5 separate regions of the Mus musculus genome follow, and all the other regions are linked to region 2. Evidence: chromatin contacts called from public promoter capture Hi-C data. All regions are on one chromosome and are shown on one strand. The core of a region is the stretch at or near the end of the contact, and the rest is flanking DNA. Distances in the headings are between cores, read along the strand shown. Region 1 holds the start of Dusp18 (dual specificity phosphatase 18). Region 2 holds the start of Aebp1 (AE binding protein 1). Region 3 holds the start of Mtfp1 (mitochondrial fission process 1). Region 4 holds the start of Sf3a1 (splicing factor 3a, subunit 1). Region 5 holds the start of Tbc1d10a (TBC1 domain family, member 10a).

Evidence for each region. Promoter capture Hi-C pulls out the DNA fragments that hold promoters and counts their contacts.
Region 1: a promoter capture Hi-C map of liver shows a contact between it and region 2, with 6 times the contacts expected there. The contact joins the promoter of Dusp18 here to the promoter of Aebp1 in region 2. A contact is called at or near these places in 1 of 39 promoter capture datasets (liver) and 2 of 115 datasets of contacts at active chromatin or transcription factors (astrocytes and pancreatic cancer cells).
Region 3: a contact with region 2 is called in a promoter capture Hi-C map of liver, with 5 times the contacts expected there. The contact joins the promoter of Mtfp1 here to the promoter of Aebp1 in region 2.
Region 4: a promoter capture Hi-C map of liver shows a contact between it and region 2, with 11 times the contacts expected there. The contact joins the promoter of Sf3a1 here to the promoter of Aebp1 in region 2.
Region 5: a promoter capture Hi-C map of liver shows a contact between it and region 2, with 6 times the contacts expected there. The contact joins the promoter of Tbc1d10a here to the promoter of Aebp1 in region 2.

Annotation. Positions count from the first base shown.
Region 1 is chr11:3,893,990-3,896,689 of GRCm38.p6, forward strand. Dusp18 (dual specificity phosphatase 18) reads left to right here and starts at 1,251. Exons shown (of 2, transcript NM_173745.5): 1 at 1,251-1,528. It overlaps 4921536K21Rik (RIKEN cDNA 4921536K21 gene), which reads right to left and starts at 1,137. Exons shown (of 3, transcript NM_026150.3): 1 at 851-1,137. The coding sequence starts at 1,098.
Region 2 is chr11:5,860,491-5,863,190 of GRCm38.p6, forward strand. It overlaps Aebp1 (AE binding protein 1), which reads left to right and starts at 1,376. Exons shown (of 21, transcript NM_009636.3): 1 at 1,376-1,908. The coding sequence starts at 1,662.
Region 3 is chr11:4,094,132-4,096,831 of GRCm38.p6, forward strand. It overlaps Mtfp1 (mitochondrial fission process 1), which reads right to left and starts at 1,300. Exons shown (of 4, transcript NM_026443.4): 1 at 1,085-1,300; 2 at 258-385. The coding sequence starts at 1,151. Gm51935 (a long non-coding RNA gene) reads left to right here. Exons shown (of 3, transcript XR_003949843.1): 3 at 523-611.
Region 4 is chr11:4,159,035-4,161,734 of GRCm38.p6, forward strand. It overlaps Sf3a1 (splicing factor 3a, subunit 1), which reads left to right and starts at 1,320. Exons shown (of 16, transcript NM_026175.5): 1 at 1,320-1,516; 2 at 2,012-2,133. The coding sequence starts at 1,454. Ccdc157 (coiled-coil domain containing 157) reads right to left here and starts at 1,259. Exons shown (of 12, transcript NM_001164620.1): 1 at 1,125-1,259.
Region 5 is chr11:4,185,524-4,188,223 of GRCm38.p6, forward strand. It overlaps Tbc1d10a (TBC1 domain family, member 10a), which reads left to right and starts at 1,310. Exons shown (of 9, transcript NM_134023.1): 1 at 1,310-1,576. The coding sequence starts at 1,368.

The sequences.
Region 1 (2,700 bases), core at 1-2,500, 2.0 Mb before region 2:
CTCTTGAACTGAGAGTGACCTTGAATTTCCAATCCTCCTGCCTCCAGCACCTGAGTGCTTGATTACAATCGTGTGCAACCACGTTCAGTTAAGAAGAAAACAAAGCACCTTTAGGGGGATTCTAATAACGTTCTCCAGTTCATTTTCCTATGAGTTAGGAACAACTGTGGTCAGGCTGTGCTTGCTAATACAAAGGAACGAACATTGAAAGCTACCCAGTTCCACTTTTCTGGTTTTTATGCAGGATGACTCAACATACCCAGGTGCGGATGGGAAGACAGAGTCAACGGTCAGGAATTTACACACAAGTCTAAGTCCTATTTTCAACCAAAAAGAGACTAAATATTTAAAGACCCTCTTTACTTAGTGATGCACCAAATTTATCAAGTAATAAATACTGGTCATTTTTGAAACAAATTGTGTTTCCATAATAAATCCTCTGTAGGACTTGTTACATCCTTGGCTGATGCCGGTTGAAGAAGGGGGACAGGATTGGAGTCAAACATTGGGGAACTGAAGGCTTTTCAAGGACGCTGGAGAATGGGAAGGCCTGGAGTTGCCAAGTCGATTGGAGCCTGAGACCAATTGCAGACGTCAAGCCTACACTACGCCAGGGTCAGGATTCATTCGGAAGGCTAGAAACGGGACAGTGCCTTCGGCCCAGAAAACGGGCTTCTGAAGGTCCTACGGGTTGGCCTGAGTCTGAAAAATCCTGCGATCGGAGACATTGCTGCGATCAGAGGAACATCTAAGGGCGGAGGTTGGGGGGGGGACACGGCTGGAACAAAGTGAGTCGGATTCCCTTACGGGGTCCCGGGTCTGACAACTGCTTTGTATACCCGAGCCACACCTGAATAACAACTTGGGGAGTGGGGACCGCGGCCGCAGGAAGTAGATCTGTGGTTGGACGTGGAGGCCAAGATCCGGCTGGCTGTCCAGTCTCTCGCGCCGGAAGTTCGAACCAGAAGCGGTAGTCTCTTCGGTACCTTTCCTGTAATCCGAGCCCAAGTCCCATTTGACTGAAGGCCTTCTGGGCTGTGTAGCGGTCTCTGACTGGCTAGAGAGCGACTCAGGAAAGCTAGCAAGACCTAAAACCATGGTGGAAAGACACGCGGTCGCAGAGCAACTATCTACACTGGAGTGCGTTGCCTGGGAGACAACCGGCAAGCAGACCGCGTGACAGTCTTTAGGCGTTCTTTGTGAGGCTCTGTTGGGCGTGTTGCCTAGGAGACGAAGGGTGAGTGGGCGGGGCGTGCAGGCGGTGGGTGTAGCAATGGTCCTTCTGGCTACTTGGCGCATTTCTGTGAAGACAGGCAGCCCACCCAGCTTTTCCCAAACGCCTGGGAACTGCGTAGTCCTTCGAGGTACAGAATCAGTCGCGGGGTCCCCCTAAGCCCCGAACTGCCCATTGTTCCGCGAGGAGAAGCCGTTGCTACCAAGGTCCGGAATCATGAAGGGCCCTCTCTTTCTTGGAGAGGGTCGTCCGCGGCTCTGCCCTGAAAGATTTCGGGGGCACTGAGGGAAGGAGGTAAGATTGTTTGAGTCTTGTCACCACGTAGAGAGGCCAAGCTTCCTAGGCTTGTTGTGGCACCTTCCACTCATCTACTTGTGGACTCTGTTCCACGTTTATAACCCAGAATTTAACCAGCGCCCCACCTATATTTGCCAACTTTCTCCAGAAAGTGTAATCCACCAGAAATATCAGCCTTCAGAACTTGCTGTCTAATGATGAACAAAACTGGTTTTCCTCGAGTCTCAGGTTTCACGGCTACAAATTAACTAGATGCCAAAAGCCTGGTTGGTTGTAAAATGTAAAAAATGGAGATGACGTTTCTGTTTCCTCTCCTCCCCTCTCCCCCCCCCTCCCCCTCCCCCTCTTGAAACTCTTGAAAGAGTTCCAGTAGTCTGGTCAGGAACACCACATCTTGCTTCAGCTTCCAGGTCTGCTCTACCATGTCCTACTGTCTGTGATCGCTTCTTACTATCTTTGCAACTCTATAACAAATGCCTTTATTTGTCATTCCCACAAGCTTTGCATTTTAACTTTACCTCTGAAGGGACTGAAGAGAGCAGAAACAAAACCAAATGTCACTTGGAAGTCACATTCCTTGGAAGGCAGGAACAGGGAGACAGAACAGTGGAAAAATAACTGATTGGCCTGAGGTTACCTGAATGACTTTTCATTCTGAGAGGATAAGTTAGGCCATGACCTTATGCTAGCTGAAACTGGCCTGCCTGGGAAATCCTGATTTCTCAAAGGTTAATTTTAAGAAAACAGCTTTGTTTCTGTGACAAGGAAAAAATTAAATCAAAACAAACAAACAAAAAACCCTGTAGTTTGTTTCCTCAGCTCTTTGTTGGGGGGCAGGACCCATAAAGCAAGGGCCCCACCTTTCTCTTCTACCTCCTGAATGCTGCAGTTCCAGGTGACCATCACCAAGGCTCTTTTCTACTTGCTCTCAGTTGACTTTGAGGTCATTAATGTTGGAAGTCACACAGCTGAGCAGAGAACATGAGTTTCCACTAGCTGTGCTGTATGTAGATGACACCAGTCATGTGTGCTGAAAACAGCTAGACTTGCTGGCTGGTTATGAGAAGATGGAAAGACTTGGCATATCACTTTCCCTCTTGTCACCTTTAACCTTTGGGTCCAGTTCTACTTAACGTAATCGGAACATATCCACCCTAATGTTCTTTCAG
Region 2 (2,700 bases), core at 126-2,625:
GACCAACAGCCTGTGGGATGCAAGGGCTGATCGTGTGTGCTAGGCACAGCACAAAGTGGTCCATTTAGCCGGGCAGTGGTGGTGCACACCTTTAATCCCAGCACTTGGGAGGCAGCAGCAGGTGGGTTTCTGAGTTCGAGGCCAGCCTGGTCTACAGAGCAAGTTCCAGGACAGCCAGAGCTACACAGAGAAACTCTGTCTCAAAAAAATCGAATAAACCAGAAAGGTGGTCCATTTAATATGCGTATAGTAAGTTGTGGACACGGAGTTCCCCTGCTGAGTCAGACAGCTAGGAGGGCTAAGATGGGTTAGACCCTCCCCCCCACACACACACACACACTCACACACACATCAGTTCTTGGCATAGTCTCCATGCTTCCTCAAGGAGAGCCAGAAAGGAGACTGCCGGGAGGGGCTTGCCTACTCCCTGAGAGCAGTGGGTTACAGAGCCCAGTACCCGAAAATTTCCCCTTTTTCTCCCTGCTCATGCTGGACAGAGAGGGTGAGGGTGAGGGTGAAAGACTGAGGAGGTGGCATCGTGTTGGTGTTTCTTGACCTGCTTTTTCTTTTTTCTCTTCCAGCTGAGATGTAAACTTTCCCATGTCAATCATCTGGGGGTCGCTATTCTTTTTTATCAGAGTGCCTCCCCACCTTGGTTGAAAGCTGCCTGCCACTGCCCTGGACCTATGGCTGCTACAAGCCCACGTTCACATCTTTAATCCTTCATGGGTAAATGCTCTGGCATTCCTGGGCTTAGCTATGATGGCCATTATGAGCCAGCCAACGTTTGTATTCTAGAAGCCATAGCTGAAGCTGTTGTAAACAATTTGTTGTTTTAACCGCTTCTGGTCAGAGGAAGGAGAGAAATAGCTATTACTCCACATTGGGACCTGAGCCCTGAGCTCTGAAGTGGGGCTCCTATCTCCATAAGGACAGCAGCTTGCTGAGAACAGCTTTTCACAGCCTTCCTCGCAAAAATTGGCTCCAAAGACCTGGGATGTTGGTGATAACTGGACAAAGGTGACACCTGTGCAAGCACACAGCAGGTGACACTTTGAAGAGCTAACCTCCAGAAAGTGGAAAGGAGGTGATCGCCAGTACCCTCGAGGGCCCTACTCCCTCCCTCCCCTAGCAATCTCCCTGGGCTCAGAGCAAAGGGCACAGCGGGTTAGAGCACAGGTCTCCTTAGACTCCGCACACTCCCTTCCCCATAACTGTTGCATTCTTTTCTCCCAGGCCTTCCTCCCCGCTAGGCGCCCTGCACCCAGACCCTCTAAACTGGGCGCTGACGCTGCTATTAGTCTGGGCTCCGTGCTGCTCCGCCTCCCTCCCCCGCAGCCCCCGGTCCAAGGCCGGCTCCTCCTCCTCCCCCTCCGGAAACCCGAAGCCCCCGCCCCGGCCAGGCCGTCGCAAGCGCTCTGGAGGGCGGTCCGCGTGAGAGCCAGCCACGCGGGGCAGGAGCGCCCAGTTGCTGCCGGAGCTGGGCCCGCCAGAACCTCTCCTGGAGCCCCTTGCTCTCCTTGAATCTCCCTTTCCCACCGCTTTCTGGATACCCTTGACGCCCACGTTCCTCGCGCCCTTTCCCGCCCCTACGCGGGGCGCTGCCCCTGCCACCCAAGTCCCTGCTCAAGCCCGCCCGGCTCCCGCGCGTGCCCAGAGCCATGGCTCCAGTGCGCACCGCATCCCTGCTCTGCGGCCTCCTGGCACTGCTGACGCTGTGCCCTGAGGGGAACCCACAGACGGTGCTGACGGACGACGAGATCGAGGAGTTCCTCGAAGGCTTCCTTTCGGAGTTGGAGACCCAGTCCCCGCCCCGGGAAGACGACGTGGAAGTCCAGCCGCTTCCCGAACCCACCCAGCGTCCCCGCAAATCCAAGGCAGGGGGCAAGCAGCGGGCAGATGTAGAAGGTGAGAACCTGGTGACATGGGTGGCCATGGCATCAAGTGAGCATACAGGGGCTCTGGAGGGTCTAGCCACTTCCCATGCTGCCCCGTGAGGAATGTCTCTCCAAGGCAACGCAAGGCAACACACTGCCAGGCAGCAGTTCTGTCCTGGAGTTTGGAAACCTGGAGGTGTGTGTTCAGCATAGGGTGGCGCTGGGCTTTTGAGGTCGCCCAAGTTGTTCATCCCAGGTCTCAAGAGAGTGTAGGTTTGGACGAGTGGGAAATTGTGATTCGCCTCTCCGAACTGGCCCTAGTCTCTTAGTGGCAAGCTTCAAGCCTAGGCATCTGCTTGCCTCCTCTTCTCCCACAGGAACACAGACAGGGGAGCGGGGTGAGGAAGACTTCCAGGTGAAAGTGGGCAGTCTGAGATGGTCAGAACTAAGCGAGGTGATAGCATCCCGGAGGCATGCAACCCCGAGCCTCTTATGCAATCGTTGTCAGTAAATCTTAGCTGTTTTTCATGGCCCTCTGGAGAGTGGCAACGGATCTTGTGATCTCTCTCCCAGGAGACTGTAAGGCACCATTCATCATTCCTGAGGTCAGCCACTCCCCCTCCGGCCCCCACTGCTGTAGATCTGTCCTGCTCTCCCTACCCTCACCTCCCTGCACACTTTGCCTCCAGCAACCAAGACGTTCTGGACATTGCCAAGTGACCCTGCTCCTGCTGCATGTTTTGCTGTATTCCCTGTGTTTCAGCCAGCTGCCTGTGTGTTTCCCATTCGCCATTAAATTCTCCGCACCCAGCAATTGCAGCTC
Region 3 (2,700 bases), core at 50-2,549, 1.8 Mb before region 2:
AGTAGGGTAGAAGGCAGCTGGGTGGAGGACTGGGCTGTACTACATTCAGGGTTGGGGGTGATTTGCCCACATCCAGGAGAGGTACCAACTGTCACCTCCTACCCAAATGGTTTGGTCGGGTGGGGATGAACAATCCTACAAACAAGATTAGCTTATGGACTGCACTATGAGACGCTAACGGGGATAGGGCTGTCCCCACTGCAAGACTGCATACCACCCACACTAGGATGGGTTGGAAAGGGTTAATTAACACTCACCTCTCCTGCCTTCTTGCCTTTGTCTATGGCATCGGCCAGGACATAGGAGCTGGACACACCATAGCTCAACCACACCACAGCTGCAGGAACCAGCGAGCGGAAAGCCTCCCCCACCTCATTGGCGTAGCCTGGAGGGAAAAGGCATTTAACTCTCTGGCCCTTTCCACAAGGGGGCGCTACACAGAAAGCTGCTTCTAACCCTAACCTCTTAAACTACAGTGCGGCAGGTGACCTCAGTCAAGTAACTTTACCTTTTGGTTTCTAGGCCCGCGGACTGACACCGACAATGAAGTTCATGGCTCACTGATCAAAGTCCCCAGCCGTGGTTCTGGGGATCTGCACCAGGGAGGCGACCGGAGGCCACCGAATCACTGAGGGTGGGCTCCACTGACCAGTATCAAGTGCCAGGTCTTTTAAGGCCTTACCTCAGCCCGCTCTTACAGTCAGCACCCGACAGGAGTGCCTCGCATTCAGCCCTTTTTACAGAAGAGAAAACTGAAGCTTAGGAAGAGCCTGGGAAAGGCAGACTTGCTAGGAGTCCAGATCCTCTGACGCCATGGCTAGTGCACGGTCATGGCAGAGGGCAACCCACACACTCGGTTTGTGCCTCCAGAAGAGCCCCGTGGACAGATCTGAACCAACAGGGTTGTGTGACCTTGGACAAGTCCCTAGCCTTCTCCTGAGCCCTGTCTCCAGGCCAAGCCGAATAAGAACTAAGCCCCTTTTCAGACTCCAGATCGGCAACCCGGTCCATTGCTTCCCCCCCCCCCCCGCCCCCAGCCCCTCCGGAGTGGTGGGGTCGCTGCGTCTGTCACTCCCACGCTCACCCAGGTAGCGCACCCACGTGTCCCGGTAGAGGTCGCGCTCGGCGCCCTGCCGCTGCTGCTCCGACATGACTTCCCCGGCAAGGTTGGAGTCGCTGCAGATTAGAGTCTCACCACAACTGTGTCTCCACTAGCACTTGGCTAACACCAGGCAAGAACCCGCCAGTAGTCCGAGGCTGAAGGACGGGTCCCGCTATCGCTAACGCCACTGCAGGGAGTGTCTGAAAATTGCCTTATACAACATCCAAGCCCCTCTCCTAGGCTTGGGTTTTGCAGACAGATGGTCTTGTTTTCTCTGAGCAGTTAATGCAAAACTCTCCCAGACATGACTAGTTTTTGGAGTTAAATAGGTCAGAGTTCCAATCGGAGAATGGAATCTTCTTAGGTGTGCGGCTTCTAGGAAAGGTGTATTTCTCTGAGCCGCGGTTCGTGTGTAAATGGGAGGCGTGCCAACATTCACTGCCTTAGACAGTCGCAAGGACTAATTAATTATAACAGTCATCATGTGTCCAGTAGACTCAAGTTTGCTTCCTTAAGCTCTGGCACTAGCGTAGGGTCCTACTTTACAGTAGGGAAATAGAGACACAAAGAGGACAGCCACTCTCCTGACTCATGCAACTGTTAAAATGGAAAAGGGAGCTAGGGAGTTATTACAAGGGGCAAAAGCACTCTGAATCCTCTGGGATTTCAGAGGGGCAATGCTATGGCCCCTAGAGACAAATCCTACTTGGGCCGCCTAGTAGATGTAAGCCACTTACACACACACACACACACACACCGCCCCTCCCCCCACTCCCCACCCCGGTCCCAACGACCACGTCTGTAAAGCAAAATGGGTGAGAATGGAGAGATGGCTCAGTGGTTAAGAGCGCTTACAGCTCTTCCAGAGGGCCGGAGTTCCAGTCCCAGCATCTACACGGGTGTCTCACAGCCATCTGTAACTCCATCTCGGGGGAATCTGACACTTCTGGTTTCCACAGGCAGCACCCACCTCCCCCAAACACACACACCTATACATTCACACATGAGACACACAGATAAATTCAAATAAATATGGCCTTAAATCTCTTATAAGCCAGGCATGGTGTTGCATGCTTTCATCTCAGAATGTAGGAGGCAGAAACAGGTAGTATTATGTGCGTTCGAGACCAGCCCTGTCTACACAGGGAGTTTCAGGCCTGGTTGGAGGCTACACAGTACAAAAAATATCCAGCTAGGTAAGAACAGGGTCTTATCTAGCTTTGCACAGTTCTTTTAGCTTTTTTAGATCCGAAAGGTGTATACCGACTCCCTTCGGAAGCCAGTGTTTTCAGCCCGTGTCTTCTTGAAACTTGTGGGTCACCGGGGACTGAGCCCGGCGCGGGTGGGAAGGTAGAGTGCTGGAGCGGAATTAGGAGACGGTCCCTAAAGCCACGTGACGCTAACCCTCGGCCTCCCTCCCATTTAGTACCCGCTGCGCCGGTCACCGCGGGAGAACCGCCCAACCCGTCTGGAACCACCGAATGGGGCGGGGCCTCCGCCCTCACCGTGAAGGCTCTCGGGAGCATCCGAATGCCTTGAACAAAGATGGCGGACGACGCTCACCGGCTGAACCAATCGGAAGGCAACTTGTTAGGACT
Region 4 (2,700 bases), core at 70-2,569, 1.7 Mb before region 2:
CCAAGGCAACTTCAACTTTACAGCTTCTTAATCTAACTTTTATTCCAATGTCTGGGATCCACACATGATCTTTTGGGGATCCTCTAAAGGGCTGGCATCACTTCTCCAGCTCTGCCCTCTGAAGCACTCTAGGCTCTGCTTGACTCCAGCCAACTGCTGCTGCTGTTCCTGGTTATCATCTTATCGTACTGGCATCTCCAATACACTGGGGTCTACCACTGCAACTAGGCTTCACCAAGAGCCTCTCATAGGCTCTCTTCATGGGGCAAGCCTCAACTCCTTTGCATGACCCCTTCAGTCCTGGGCCATCAACTGTAACTGTAACTGCACCTTCACCAATGGCCTTCCCTGGCCTCTCACGGTGCCAAGCCTCAGCTGCTCTTCATGACACCTTCATGCCTTCAAACTAATACTGCCTGGGTAACTCTTACACACTGCCAAGTACAGCTGCAGCAACAACCATGGCTATCTCTGGAACACAGCTTCTTTGTGCTCTCAGAAAACACTTCCCAGAAGATTTCACCTCAGTGATGCTGGTCTCGTCTTAATCACTAATTTCTTAGCTCCAGCTAACCAGCATCAACTGTCCCAGCAATCCCTTCTACTCTAGACTCTAAAGCCAGAGCCACACAGCCAAATTCTGCTTCCTGTGGCTGGAACCTGATCCCCTTTATTATCTTACCAGCTTTCTGTTTTTCAACTCCCTCACTGCCTAAGCTTGGCTATCCTGAAACTTGCTCAGGAAATTGACTTTGAACTCAGAGATCTGCATGGCTTTGTCTCTTGGGATTAAAGATATGTACCACTACGCCTGAATTATGCTTTTCTTCATCTAGAACTTGCTCTGTCCCAGGCTGGCCTTGAACTCAGATCTGCTTCGTTTTTTGTCTCCTGGAATTAAAGGTGTTAGCACCATGTCCTGGACTCTGTAAGGAGGGATGCAGAGGAGGTGGTGCTGAACCAAAAAATGGGGCTAAAGGTGTAGTAAGTGGGACTCTATGGCATCTTCAAAATGCCAGGCCAAACAGGAAAGAAACAGGGGCGAGGGGTGGGGCGCTGAGGGGGCGAGGAACCGGCCAGAGTCAGGAGGGAAGTTCAGAGTCAGAGGATGTGGAATGGCTTACCTGTCTCCGGCGTCGCAGCCTCAGCTCTGTGTCTGTCTGGCTCACAGAACTTCCTCCAGAGCGTCTGAGGCTCCGAGAATGCCTCGCAACTCTAAGTTGGGAGCCCAGGCCGCTGCCTTGGCAACGGCGTACCGCGCCACGGAGCAGGCGGGGCGGGGCTGGAAGTGCGAAACGGCGAGAGGGCGGGACCGGAAGTGCTCCCGCGGCTTCTCTCTCTGGGTCGCCGCCATCTTGTCATTGAGTTGGATACTTCGTGTGGTGATCTTTAATCTTGTCGTCGCACCGGTTGTCGCCACCGAGGTGGACTGGCAGCCCTGAGCGTCGCAGTCATGCAGGCCGGACCCGTGCAGGCGGTACCCCCGCCGCCGCCAGTAGCCACTGAGTCCAAACAGGTATCGTGCCCCGCGCTCCCTGCCTGCAGGCCTGCTGGAGGCCTCGTTCCTCCCCTCCGCGCGGGCGCTGTGGCACTGCTGCTGGAAGCTCAGGCCACCCCGAAGGACATGGAGGGACTGCAAGTCCCAGGAGTCAGCGCGCTGAGTTGCCTTCTGGTCTCGAAAAAGATATCCCTAGAACCGGACTTTTCAAAACCAGCATGCGGACCTGCACCCCCGGCTTCCTCTGGGGTCTTATGTGAACCACGAAGCCTCCATTCAAAAAGAGGAGAGCTAAGCAAATCATTCTTTCCCCTAGATTAGGAATGGCTGCGTAAATACAGTATGGCTAAGGAAACTTGCCCTGTTTTGTTTTTAACTGCGTCCTCGGATGCTAACCCAAGAGAGTCTGCAGTCTACAGGACAGACGTTCCTGTCAGTATCATGGAGCGTTTATGATAGCCTAATCCGAGCCGGGGACTTGAAGCCCTTACTACCTTTTCTCTGTTTTCACAGCCAATTGAAGAAGAAGCATCGTCAAAGGAGGATCCCACCCCTTCCAAGCCAGTGGTCGGCATTATTTACCCTCCCCCGGAGGTCAGGAACATCGTCGACAAGACTGCCAGTTTTGTGGCCAGGTAACAGCTGCTTCTGCACAGAGGGAACTTGTAGTATAAAGGTCTTTTAAAGCAGCACAGGGGCATCATGGGGAGTTCTAGAGGCTCTGGCTTAGACTCCTTACTTCTTCCAAAACCACAGGAGAGCAATGAGGTAGGTGATAGATAGGACTGGTATGGTTGACATACCACAACAGTAATCGCAGTGAAAGCCATGCCTAGCTGTGTAGTCACTAGGAGTTTCTGCTTCCAAAACAAGTCTGTGGAAATTCCTGGTAGCTTCTTTGTGGCTGCTGATGTGCATATGCTGTGTTAACCTGAAGAAAGAAAAAGAAGAGTTGATTATTCTCATTGTGAAAGGACGACTTTCCCAGAGCCTCAGCTGAATCCAGAGCAAGCTGTTCAGCATGTTAGCTAGTTTCCAGGCAAGGTGAACATTGGTCAGGATTCCTCAACCTCCTCATCCCACATACTTCTGCACCCTTGGATGGAATCTTCTAAGGGCCACTTGACTTCCAACGGTCAACACATCTCCTGGCTTAGGGCACTTATAGAGTATTCTTTTGGCAGCCAGCATCATTATCCAGT
Region 5 (2,700 bases), core at 60-2,559, 1.7 Mb before region 2:
TTTTTTTTTTTCGAGACAGGGTTTCTCTGTGTAGTCCTGGCTGCCCTGGAACTCACTTTGTAGACCAGGCTGGCCTCAAACTCAGAAATCTGCCTGCCTCTGCCTCCCGAGTGCTGGGATAAAAACCACCACGCCCAGCTTTGTACTTTTTTTTTTTTTTTTTTTTTTGAGATAGGATTTTTATTTGTAGCCCAGTCAGTCTGTCCGGAACTTGTAAACTGTTTTAGCCTACAGAGTACAGGCATCTGTTATCATGCCTAATTTATCTTTAATTTTTATGTATTTGTGCATGTGTAGGTGTGTCGGTGGGGTGATGGAATTTAAATATAGGAAGTATGTATATACCTTAAATAGATGGAAGTGGTGGTATGCTAACCATATTTCAATAAAACTATTGGGGAGTCAGGCAGGATAGCCCACATCTGTAATCCCAGCACTTGGGAGACAGGGAGGGCCCTAGACTACATAGTAAAGTCAAAGCCACTTTGGAGACCCTATCTCAAAGAAAAACAATACAAATCAACCCTCACCAGAAAGGTGTTGGGAAGAAAAAGGTAGAGCTTAGGTCTGATATATATATATGTGTGTGTGTGTGTGTGTGTGTGTGTGTGTGTATGTGTATATATATATATATATATATATATATATATATATAATTTGGTTTTGGGTTTTGGTTTTTCGAGACAGTGTTTCTCTGTGTAGCCCTGGCTGTCCTGGAACTAACTCTGCAGACCAGGCTGGCCTCGAACTCAGAAATTCGCCTGCCTCTGCCTCCCAAGTGCTGAGATTAAATTAAAGGCGTGAGCCATCTTGCCCGGCTGTTCTGTATTATTCTTATAGGGTCTCCCACGAGCTAATTTGCATCCCCCTAAGCAGAACAGCCAGGTGGTTCAGATCCCTAAGCCCACTTGCGTCTCATCACTGTTCTTGAAAATGACCTGGCGAAGTAGCGCTACCCACGACCCTGTTTCCCATGGAGGCAGAGACCTTAGGACCTCTAGGGAAGCCCTAGACCTTCTGCCAGAGAGCAGCAGCAGGTGACACACCAGCTCCGGGCCAACCCGGAAAAGCCAGACGAGCTAGTCCAGGTGAGTTTTTGTGATTGGCAGCCAGGGAAGGCGGGCCCTTGGTGACGGTTGTCCCGCCCCCTCACGTCGGTCCACTTGGCGCCAGGCTGGAGGAGGGGCGAGGCTCGGGACCCTCGGCACCCATTGGGCGCGTGGTGGGAGCTCCCTGGGTATCCGCCCCCAGCTTTGTGGCAGCCAATGGGCACAGTGCGTGGGAGGGGCGTCGGCAGCGTCGGCGGAGGCCGGGCGGCTCAGGCGGCTGAGGTGGCCGCTGGCGCTCTGGTGGCGGGCGCGGCCGATATGGCGAAAAGCAGCAGAGAGAATGGGCCGCGCGAGCCCGCAGCAGGCGGGAGCCTGTCTGGGACCCGGGAAAGCCTGGCCCAGGGCCCCGACGCCGCCACCGCCGACGAGCTGAGCTCGCTCGGCTCCGACTCGGAGGCCAACGGCTTCGCCGAGCGCCGCATCGACAAGTTCGGATTCATCGTGGGTTCGCAGGGCGCCGAGGGCGCGTGAGTAGCTCTGGGGTCTGGGCCGGGCGCGGGACCAGCACAGGCGTGGGCCTGACCCACCAACGTGTCTCCACTGTCCCAACCCCACAGATACGCCGCAAGCGGCAGCCTACTTTCTACCTACGAACAGAAAGGCCATTCCCTTCCTCCTGGTCTTCCCCAAACCGACTGATCCATACCCTCCAAGGAGAGTATCCCCGATGGGGGTTTCCCATCTCCAGCTCATAATCTCGCAGGTTACTCTGGCCTTAAAGCTTTGCCACCCCCTGACACGCGCACAGATGGCTGCCCCATACTTTGCCCACAGCTATTCTCCATCTCCCCCTACCCCACAGAATCCTTGTCTCGCCACCTCAGTATCGGCACCCCAGGAAATCTTAAGACTTCAGGACTCCGAGCTATTCCAGGTCGCGCTAACCCTTACCTCCAGACACATATCTCAGAAGGATTGACACTGGCCAGCCCCCTCCCAGAGGGTCCCATCTTGACTCCCAGTTTCTTTTCATCATGGAAAGGTCTCTCCTCATTACACACCCTCTGCCAAAAGGCAGCTTTGTCCATTGTCACAGGCAACAGGTGGGCCGACACTCCTTCCCAGTAGTTATAGGGCACCTCAACTCTAGGACTCCCCTGTCAGCTTCATCACAGGGGAGCCAGCCAGTAGACTCCCAGGCTGCCGTGTTTATGTCCTTCCTTCCCAAATCCAGATCTAGGACTGGAGAAGGAGGGAGACAGCACCCCACCCTTGAGCTACCAGGTACCCAGCTTTCCATTAGAGAAAGCTGAGGCAGGAGTAACACCTTCCCTCCAAGCTGAGCATGTTGGGCTACAGATTTGTACACAGCAGAACCCCTAGAAGCCCGCCCTCCCAGAGACTGCGGATGCGATCTGGTGGTCTCTTCAGGAAGATGGCCTCTAGATCCTGCTTTCATTCCACTTGTCTTGTGATAGGAGACTAGCGCCATACCCAGAACTGACAAGCCTCCCTGTCATAGTGTACCTCCCAGTTTATAGAGCCTCACAGGCACCATGGAAGCCCTACGCCAGTATATATTCTCCCTCTCCTCTGACTGATTGTGACTGCCCAGGATGTCCCCAGCTGTTCTTGGGACTTACAGAAGTGC